Regions from separate parts of the Sus scrofa genome. Here region 1 is linked to region 2. Evidence: chromatin contacts called from public Hi-C data. All regions are on one chromosome and are shown on one strand. Each heading gives the region's core, a stretch centred on a gene start, on an enhancer-like site or on the middle of the called end of the contact. The rest is flanking DNA. Distances are from core to core; before and after follow the strand shown. Region 1 overlaps TRPC3 (transient receptor potential cation channel subfamily C member 3). Region 2 holds the start of NUDT6 (nucleoside diphosphate-linked moiety X motif 6).

What was found. A called contact is a pair of places that touch in the nucleus more often than the background predicts.
Region 1: a Hi-C map of embryonic fibroblasts shows a contact between it and region 2, with 2.2 times the contacts expected there. The contact joins the enhancer-like site here to the promoter of NUDT6 in region 2. A contact is called at or near these places in 3 of 5 promoter capture datasets (fetal liver, fetal skeletal muscle and liver), 4 of 47 Hi-C or Micro-C datasets (embryonic fibroblasts, omental adipose tissue, retroperitoneal adipose tissue and 1 more) and 2 of 2 datasets of contacts at active chromatin or transcription factors (alveolar macrophages and skeletal muscle).

The regions. Positions count from the first base shown.
Region 1 is chr8:102,168,171-102,172,968 of Sscrofa11.1, forward strand. It overlaps TRPC3 (transient receptor potential cation channel subfamily C member 3), which reads left to right. Exons shown (of 11, transcript NM_001145749.1): 4 at 1,337-1,553; 5 at 3,650-3,883. Among named protein-coding and RNA genes, the nearest start is that of TRPC3, 23 kb to the left of the region's middle. Within about 2 kb of position 2,816, at least 1 of the 83 cell types and tissues checked has an H3K27ac peak or open chromatin away from gene starts, as enhancers often do. A contact at or near this core is called in embryonic fibroblasts, where this site is marked.
Region 2 is chr8:101,239,923-101,245,515 of Sscrofa11.1, forward strand. It overlaps NUDT6 (nucleoside diphosphate-linked moiety X motif 6), which reads left to right and starts at 2,245. Exons shown (of 8, transcript XR_002346434.1): 1 at 2,245-2,274. SPATA5 (spermatogenesis associated 5) reads right to left here and starts at 1,177. Exons shown (of 17, transcript NM_001177913.1): 1 at 1,033-1,177. The coding sequence starts at 1,177.

The DNA.
Region 1 (4,798 bases), core at 1,566-4,065, 930 kb after region 2:
GACAAAGGAGGGAACTGAGTCATTTCTGGAGCCCACATTTATACCTGCCATATACGACTTTTCTCTCGTGAAAAGTTAACATAGCAAGAATTCTTCACATGTCTCATTTTTAAGATAAGCATGCTGGCTTTTTTTTTCCCCCCATGTTATTTAAGATTAGCTTTAGGAGAAACAGACTTGAAAACTCCCTCCACATCACTGTGGGCTGTGGACGAGCTACCCCAGTGTGCCCTCTCTACAGCACAGTGATATATAAAAGTGTGGTTTATTTTTCTGTGTCTAATAAGGCGACTGTGACATTTGTCTGTGTGCATTCATGTGCAATCCCAGAAATGCTTGACATTCTTTGGTTATTTGTTGACATTAAATTAAGGTTCTGGACATAACAAAAACATTTGTTTGAAGTTACAGTCTCTTAAATGCGAACCTTGGTACTTCTTCAGGTCACAGACAGAGTCTGAAAGTAGGGTCTGAGTATGCAGAATAGAGAACTTAGAATGTACCTAATGCTTAGACTACAGAAGAATTGTTTTTCATTTCTACTAGAACATAGGGCTTTTAAGGACATGATATCACATGGGATTTAAAAAGAGTTACCTTAAAATCATTATAGACTGAACTTTAAGAATGCTTTTGTACTATTTATATGATTTTACAAACCCAGGGACGATTTTTAATTGTTAACCTACTTAGAGTTTTTAATTATTATGTATCTCTCTGCTCTGATTGGATAGTAACAGATAAAATATTTACTTGATTATAGTATTTTCTGTTTTTTTTATATCATATGAAGTACAAATTGATTTTGGAATATTTAGAAGTGAGAACAAAAATTTATTTCTCTGGCAGTAAGTTTTTCATAGGCTTCCAGGGGTTGTCATGTGCTATGGACACCTCATAACATTTCAATTATAAATGAATGAGTCTACAAATTCATCATAACATTTCAGTTGTAAAGAATTACGCATGACAAATTTGGAGTTTCTTTTCCTAGACTCTAAAATCCTTGACATTGCATAGTCTTTCATTTAAAAATAAGAATAACCTGTATATGCCTTGTGATTTCCAGAAGTGCATCTGTTAATGAAGACAGATTGGATATTGATAAACAATGAAATTTGAAGGCTTCTTAAATTATTCTTGGAGGAAGCATCCCTTAAGAGGAGTAATTTTCACAATGAATAGCTCTTTAGAAACAGAAGCAGAATTTTGAGAATGTTCTCATTTCATTTCTTTTTTTCTATCCTGTATAGTAATCTTCATATGCGGAAGCCAGATTCTCTAAAGTAAAAGTTTTCTTTTCTTTTCTTTTCTTTTCTTTTTTGCCTTATGACAGCTGGGGAAAGTTCTACGGAGTCCTTTTATGAAGTTTGTGGCACATGCTGCTTCTTTCATCATCTTCCTAGGCCTGCTTGTGTTCAATGCCTCAGACAGATTTGAAGGCATCACCACGTTGCCAAATATCACTGTTATTGACTATCCCAAACAGATCTTCAGGGTGAAAACCACCCAGTTCACATGGACGGAAATGCTAATTATGGTCTGGGTTCTCGGTAAGCCTTTTATGTCTTTTAATTTTTACCAAAAATAATGTCAGTGTAACGACTGCCATTTTATATTTATCTTATTTTTAATGATTTTTATTTTTTCCGTTATAGTTGGTTCACAGTGTTCTCCATTTTCTATGTAAAATGTAATTGTCGGAGTTCCCATCGTGGCTCAGCAGTTAACGAATCTGACTAACATACATGAGGAACGCGGGTTCGATCCCTGGCCTGCTCAGTTTGTTAAGGATCTGGCATTGCCGTGAGCTGTGGTGTAGTTGCAGGCAGAGCTGGGATCCCATGTTGCTGTGGCTGTGGTGTAGGTCAGCGGTTACAGCTCTGATTGGACCCCTAACCTGGGAACCTCTATATGCCTCGGGTGCAGCCCTGAAGAGACCCTGAAATAAATAAATAAATAAAATGAAATTATCCATTATATGGTGACAGCATCACCACTGCAAGATGAATAGCAGGTGATCAAGTAATTTGGCAGCTTGATAGTGCTGAAAGGTATCCCTTAACAGGAAAACTAAAGTTTTCAAGAATAACATGAGCTTAATTATAAATATACCATGTTTCAGAAATTGGACTTCAGTTATTGAATAAAATACACTTTTAAAAATATGACTCACTGTGATGATCAAGTATTTATTTGAAATGCTTCCGAAATAACCCAGTGTCTATTAACTGATGTTTAAAAAACTTTCATTGCTTTAGTTCCAGAGGGGTTTTTTTAAGGAGTTTCCATTTTCAGAATGTTTGCTACTTCACTTCACAATAGCTCATTTTGAATAGCTATGTTAAAGCAAAAATTCTAAGTGATATGAAAAAAAAAAGAACATTGGAACCAGTTTATCTAAGGGTCACTAATTCAAAGTCATTTTTATATATTCAGCCTATTTCACCCAGCGTGTTTCTTGGTATTTTCACAGTTCTTGAATTAATGGGTCATTTCTTCCCTTCATTCACTCCTGGGATCTCAACCTGGGTCAAGTAATTATTTTATTAATTTGATTTTGAGCCATTACATTTCTTTTAAAAAATCTGTAATGTTTTCCCCTTACATAGTCAGGACAAGTAGTTGGAATTTTTTGCTCTTCCTCTCAGAACGGCATTTTCTGCTTTCAGTTTCTTCATCATGTCTTAGGGCCTCCTACATAAGGTTTCTTCTTTTTCCAGTGACATTCCTTCAGCATGAGGCTGAAATGAGGATAGAGGGTAGAGGAGTAAAGTAAATGTCCTGGATGACTGGGAAATGGTTCTTGTTAAAAGTCTGTGGTTAGAGTTCTCTCATGGTGCAGTGGGCTAAGGATCCTGTGTCGTCACTGCAGCGGGCTGAGGGCACTGCTATGGCATGGGTTTGAACCCTTGCCTGGGAACTTCCACATGCCAGAGCATGGGGAAAAAAAAAAAACTAGAGTTCCCATCGTGGCTCAGTGGAAATGAACCTAACATCCATGAGGACGCATGTTTGATCCCTGGTCTCGATCAGTGGGTTAAGGATCCAGCAGTGAGCTGTGGTGCAGGTCACAGATGTGGCTTGGATCTGGCCTTGCTGTAGCTGCTGGTCAGCAGCTACAGCTCCAATTTAACCCCAGCCTGGGAACCTCCATATGCCATGCATGTGGCCCTAAAAAGACAAAAAAAAAAAAAAAAAAAAAGGAAAGAATCTATAGTAAGTTTCTCAATAAGGGGCTTTTTCCTCCAGTAATCACCATGATTTAATAATTAACCATTGTAATTTCATAGAGACGAATTTTCTCCTCTCCTCCAAATATTTCACTTGACCTGAAGAGTCTTCCCTGCTTATTTCCTCCCCCCGCCCCTTCTGCTCCACCCCTATAAAAGTAGCATGGTTTCTACTGCCACATGCAGAACTATATTTCACTGAAATCTAACTTGGTGGAGTGAATCATTCCTTCAGACAAAGCCTCATCTTCCATTAGCAGCCAGGAGCCTCTGTGAGCTTTGGCCATCCTTTACAGTCCCTGGTGACATGATTTACATGGGGAGCTTTTTATAGGTAGAGACTCTTGGTGGATGAGACGATAGTCTCTCGGTCCAGGCTCTAAAATCTCATCTGTCATCTGTGTGTCTTGTGACAGGAATGATGTGGTCTGAGTGCAAGGAGCTCTGGCTGGAAGGACCCAGGGAATACATTTTGCAGTTGTGGAATGTCCTAGACTTCGGAATGCTCTCCATCTTCATCGCGGCTTTCACGGCCAGATTCCTGGCTTTCCTTCAGGCAACAAAGGCACAGCAGTATGTGGACAGTTATGTCCAAGAGAGTGACCTCAGTGAAGTTACACTTCCACCAGAGATACAGTATTTCACTTATGGTGAGTCCTTAGCTGCACAATCCTTGTATGCTTTAGGAAGGGTATCGGAACCACGTTTTAGAAGGAAATACTTCATACATAGTATGTTTAGGATGAGATGCATGTTGAATTTCTAGAGACAGTGGAGAGAGCATGAGCTTCAGAGCTGTACAAAACTGGATGCATAGCAAAGCACTGACTCTCCCTTGCTCTGTGACTTTGTTCAAATTAGTTTACTTCTCTGTGCCTTTGTTTTCATATCTCTAAAAAGGAGCTACTGCAAGGTGGGAGAAAGTTACCTTTAAGCCTAACAACGTAATTACTTCAAATATTTTTAGAACATGAAATTGTATCAATTGGGGGGAAATAGCTTGATAAGCTGCTTGATGTGGAAGATGAGTCCCTGAGAGCCTGGGTTGGAGGAGATAAAATAATAAAAGGTGCTACACTGCTCTATAGTTGAAGTGAACAAAAATTTTTGCAGAGGCAAGAAGTAGGCACTAAAGCGACCATCAGAATGTAAACTTTGCCAAAAGGACAGAAATGCTGCAGAGGATGTTGTGCTCCTCCTCTGGGCGACTTGCGTGGGGCTCACACAAGACTCTCGAGAGTGAGGAGCAGGAGAACCAGGGACATCCTCGGTGAGGATGCTGATGGCCTCCTTCCCACAGCAAACCCATTGAAGCAATGTTCGCCTCCCTTCCCTAGAGGCCAAACTGGGGAACTGCAATTTAAGAGCTACAAAATCTTAAACCTGGAAAAGACTTTAGCAACTATTGTCTCTCTCATTTTACAGATAAGGAAACTCAGGCACAGAGTTTAAATGCCTTTCGATTGTGAAGAATAACTCCTTTTTTTTGTTTTTTATTTGTTTTTTGATTTTTAGGGCTACACCTGAGGCAAATGGAAGTTCCCAGGTTAGGGGTTGAATTGGAG
Region 2 (5,593 bases), core at 995-3,494:
ATTTTGATGGAATAATAGGGTGGATGTCAAATAGGAAGAGGCTGAGGAGTGAGAGAAGAGCAGCAGCTGTGGCTCCGACTGGACCCCCTAGCCTGGGAACCTCCATATGCCCAGAGTTCGGCCATAAAAAGCAAAAAAAAAAAGAAAGAAAGAAAAAGAGATTGTGCAAGACAGCAAGACCCAACTAGTTGCCCTCTGATCCCCAAAAGAGACTGAAAACGCAATGTTAACTTGAAGATAGTCTTTAGGGTCTGCAATAGAGAAATAAAAATCTTGCCGCTAGGTTAATCTGAACCATTTTTAAAAACCACAAAACATCAAGACTGTTAGAAGCTTTACCAACTAAATGCGTTTCGGTTAAATCCGTTCTCTCAAGTCAAGGTTGCCCTGATCTAAAGCAATGGCTTTAGAGTCAAATACTTCTGGCCTCAAATAAACCTTTGTTATTTATTTAGTAGGCTGTGTAACCTGGGGCGGTCACGTTAACTTTTCTTCCTCTGTAAAATGGGCAGAACACAATACCATCTCCCAAGCTCTGAGAAGAGTAAATGAGACACGTAAGTGAAATGCGCAACCTACTGCTAACGCCAGTGTACAATTAACAGCTGTTATTAAATACCAGAACTGGTGTAACAGGGGAAAAGCCACTTATCAATCTTAAAGGCACATCGACCTCTCTCTCAAGAAGGACGGGTCCACATGGTCACCGAACTGGGTGATTGTATACAAAGCTCGCTTGATATGAGCGATTTTACACTTACATATGCCGTTAATCTTAAACAAGCCTAGGCTGTTTCAAGTGAAACTTAGAAATTCAAAAAATGCAGCTTGACTTGCCATGGTTAAGTCATTTCTGCCTCACGTTTCCAATGCAGGCGCAGCTTCAGGTGTTTTAGGACTTCTGTGCCGCGCTCATATCGCTGCCTCGACCAACTTTTTAAAAACCTCTTCCCCTCAAGGTAGAACCGCTAGGTTTTCGTCCTCTCAGGCAGCACCCCCTCGGCCTCGGACCTCCCTCTCAGAACTCTTTACCCTTTTCTAGGAAGTTGATCACCACCAAAGTCCCGGCCGCCACGGCTGAAGCTGTGGCCCCCTCAGGAAAGGAAGCAGCGGAGGCCGAGGGCGAACTATTCTCGGTGCTTTGGTTCAGGCGTTTTCTGTTCTTCTTGGAAGACATGATCTCAAGGCTGCCTGAGAGAAGCAGCGGTGAAGCCGGCTCAACGTGCGCGCTTCACTGAGAGAAAAACTTCCGGGGCAGAAGCCAGCGAGGCTCTGTTCCGCGCCGTAATCCCCGGAGTGGAGCGCAGGAGGAGCGGGAGAACCGAGGATCCTTCGTTGAAGAGGTTCTGACTTCTGCCAAGGAGTAGGTGGACAGAACTGTCCTTTAGATTGTAAATTCCTGAAAAACAGGAATTTTTCTTATCTCCACCGCATTTTCCATCCCTGAACAAACGTCCCTTTAATATTAAAATGGGTGGGGGTAACTCCGGGAGGGTGGAAAGCTGTGGGAGTTTCTCCCCGCTTGGCGGGAGCCAGGCAAACTTCTGAGAGGAGTCAGTCAACAGGACTGCCGTTTCCTCTACCTAGAGCTGCAAAGCGGTAATGCCTGCTCAACCCTGAGATAGGGTGGGTGGTACTCTTCTAAAACTTACGGTAGCATTCTTCGTTCTAAGGCAAACCCGCTGGGTAATTTGGAAGCTGAGGCTTGAGGCCACGAGAGCCTGCGTGGAAATGCCGCCGCTGCGGAGCGGCCGCTGCTGGTTCACTGGGCTGGCTCGGGTGCGCCACGCAATGCTTTATGCAGGGCTCCGTGGGGCCTCGAGTTTCCTGGGTTGCTCTCGGGACCCCCCTTCCGTAGCTGGCGAGCTGAGGGGTGAGCTGGACAGATTCGGGGGCGTCTCGGTGAAACTAGACGCTCTGGACCGCCTGGACACCGTCGCCTTCCAGAGAGCTTTGCAGGGCAAGTGCGCTTGGATCAAGGCTCCCCGGGCTCCCGACCTTTCTAACCAAGTAACTGGGGTTCCCACTCCCGAGTCGCTCTGGAGGGAAGGAGAGAGGGCGTGTGTGACCCGCACCCGTTTTCTGCCTTTCGTTCTCGTGCCCTTGGCTGGGAGGTTTCCGAGGCTGTTGGGGAAATGGTGACGAGCTCAAACTTTAGGTCTGCAGCCCTACTTTCTGGTCCTCTTTCTAGTGTGTGATCTTGGGCAAGTTTTGTAAATCACCTTTTTTTCATCTGTAAAACCAGGTAACAGGAACTCATGGGATTGTTAAGGGGTAAGTTGGACAATGCTTATTAAGTGCTTAGCGTTATAGCTGCCGCGTACTTACTGCTCCGCGTTTGTTAATATTATTTCATAATTATTTACTGCCGTTTACTGAGACTTGGTTCTGCCCGGCACTTTGCCCAAGGCAAAACAAACAAAAAAACACCCTATCGCGTTTTCTGATACAGGTGGTGGACCGTAAGTGGGCCGAAGAGGCTCCGAGTGGTCGTATTTGTTCACAAGTGGGATCAGGAGCTCTGGTGCCCAGAACTAGAGAGTTTCTTCTACTTAGAAAGCAACACTCCCTTTATAATTAGCGGGGGAGATTGGTGAATGGTTTCAGTCTTCAGGAACAAAGCTCACCATTCTCTTTATTCTCTTTGAACCTTGAATTCAATGATTAAAAAAAAGAAAGCTTGTGAAGAGGAACCTTCACTTTGAGAGCCCTCGATTTGGTGGAGCAACCTGTTTTTCAAACTGCCCTTGAGGGTCTTCATAATCAAATTGAAAGCAGAGAAAGGATATTTAGCCATGGAAAAATATCCTCTCACACTAAGAGGAAACTTCAAATAATCTTTATTCTGTGCAGCATATGGCAAGTGAGCATCTATGGTAATAGAGTAGAGCTAGTTAATCTTTAAGCATCCTCATTTCCAAGCTACTTATCTCTTCACCTGTTTTCTCTCCTACTTGGGACAGTTGCTAACTCCAGCAGATCAAATCGGTGTTCATCCTCTAATGTGTGTCATATGTGTGGGTAGACACAGGTGTTTATTGCACACACTTGTTACTCGTAAGTGGCCAAACAAGTGATCAAAGCACTATCTCAGGAAGGTAAAGCAGAAAGTGGGTTGGGTTTGGAGTCCCACACCCAAGTTTCAAGTCCCAGATTCTGCCACACAGCTAGCCAGCCATTAGGCAAATCACCACTGAAAATATTTTTATCTTAGGTTGCTTATGTGAATAATGCTAGCTCTAATTACTTTACTGGATAGATGTGATCAGAGATAAATTACATGAAACTAATTTATAAACTTTGAAGTACCATATGCTTTTTGTAACTTTTTAATGCAATTGCACTAAGTGCTAGACACTTTTTAAAACTTCATGAATACAGATTCATTTAATTCTCATAACAACTTGTGTGGTATGTACTATTATCCTCATTTCAGGGATGATGGTACTGAGACAGATTAACTTCCCTGGCTCTAGAATGTGTTCTTACAGCACCGTTAAGTGCCATTGCTAGTTGTCATTGAGTCAAACAAAACCTAATCATATTGCCTATAAAAATAAACTAAAATAACCTGAGAAGAAAGCCCATTAAATCCAAATCTATTCGAGTAAATTGGACTGATTGTATATAATGTATTAGCAAGAGTTAAGTACCTTTACACATGAAGTCTGTTGCTTTATTGTTCCTGTTATTGATAACTGTAAAGTTAGATGAATGAACAGGTAATATGTTGTTGAGCTTCATATATATCTGCATAAGTGAGGAAATAACCTTGGTTCTACTTGCTATGTCACTCATTAGCTGTGTGGCTTTAAACAAACCCAGTCATTAATAAATATGAATTGAGCCCCAGTGTGTAATCTTATGTTAACCTTCAGGATTGCAAATACACAAAATATTAATTAGGATTAGAAATAGATAACAAGAGATATCATTAGGCAATGTATAATAAGCTCTAGTAAATCTAGAGCAGAATCCTTAGGTTCTCTGTGGAGAGCATGTAAGGAAAGCTTATCAAAGAAGTGAGGGATAGAGAAGGAAAAAGTATTAGAAGTTTATCAGAGAAAGAAAATGAATTAAAAGAATGATTCTGAGACTTGAAGCATTGGTGCCAGAAATATGCCTATAAATAAAATGAGGTTGGGGTGGAGTGTGTAGGAGTCAGTCTTGAACATAGGCATGAAGTTTGCAATGGCAGCCTTCAAGAAATGTCTGAGGGCAGCTGGAGAGCAGAAAAATCAGTGTTCAGTGAAGTCAGGATTGGGCAAACATCCTTGAATAGTTGTTAACTGAAGAAGTGGGAGTGGATGGAGTCAATCAGTGTAAAGTTAAAAAACAGTAAAAAAGTGACTGTAGGTTCAGAACTTCAGGTTTTTTGATTGTCATGATTGGGAAGGAGGACATAGCAACTCTCTGGAATAATAGAGATACTCTGTAATCATGAGTGTGGGTCGCAGAGGTGTATGCATATGTCAAAACTCATCAGATGTTCGCTTAAGACTTGTCCATTTCACTTTATGTAATTCTATGTCAATTTTAAAACAGATTTGATCAGAGAAAGATCCAGGTGAGAAGGATCTGAGGAGATGCCATAGGCCCAAATTAAGAAGTCTGTTAAATTAAGCTCCCAACTTGTCTGTCACTGTGTTAGGCACACCGACTTGTCAGGTAGAGAAACATGGTCCTTAACGGGGAAGGTGCTTACTGCAGAGGATGTAAAAGACAAGAGAAAGGAATCTAATAAGTAAATAATCAAATCTTTCCCCATCTCTCTACACATACTTTTTAGGGTTATTGTTAAGATTAAGTGAGATGGTAGATAGAGACAGTGGTCTGACAAGTTTTTCTAAAACTGTGAAGTATTCATTTCTTCACCTATAAATTAGATGATAATACTTGCCCTTTTTTATTGTGATAATTTAATGAACTAGTGTATCTAAAATGCCTGGAATTTAGTAAGGGTCAGATAAATACTGGCATCCTTTTTCCCTGGCTCAATCTTAATTGACAGAGTAAGAGAATTTAAAGTCAAAGACAGAAAGTCTGCTTCATGTTCATCATGGTATTATTTATGATAAATAAAAATTAGGAACAGTCTAAATATCCAAGGGTAGGAGGTTGGTTAAATTATGGTATATCTATATAAGGAATATTATGCAGTCATTAAAAATGTTCATTAAGAATTTTAATGACAGCAAAATGTTTACAATATAATATGTAAATTAAATACAATATGATTTATTTGGACTTATTTCAATTCCAAAATTATATTTATGGAAAAACATCAAAATTTTAAATTTTATTACTGTGTCCTAATGTGAAATTTTGATTTACTCATTATACTTTACTTTCAAAATTTTCTTGAACTACCATACATTGTTTAAAAACAAAGGTATATTTTTAACCATCTTGAAATATATAAAAGAAAATAAATGTGTATGCATACACACACGCATGCATATATGTGAATGACAGGACTTTTAAAAGAAAAATAAAGAGACGCACATAAGTCATTTGTAAAGATTAAAACTAAGATTATTAAAAGGAACAGCATTGAACTGGTATTTTATTTAAATCCGTTTGTTCATTCTAC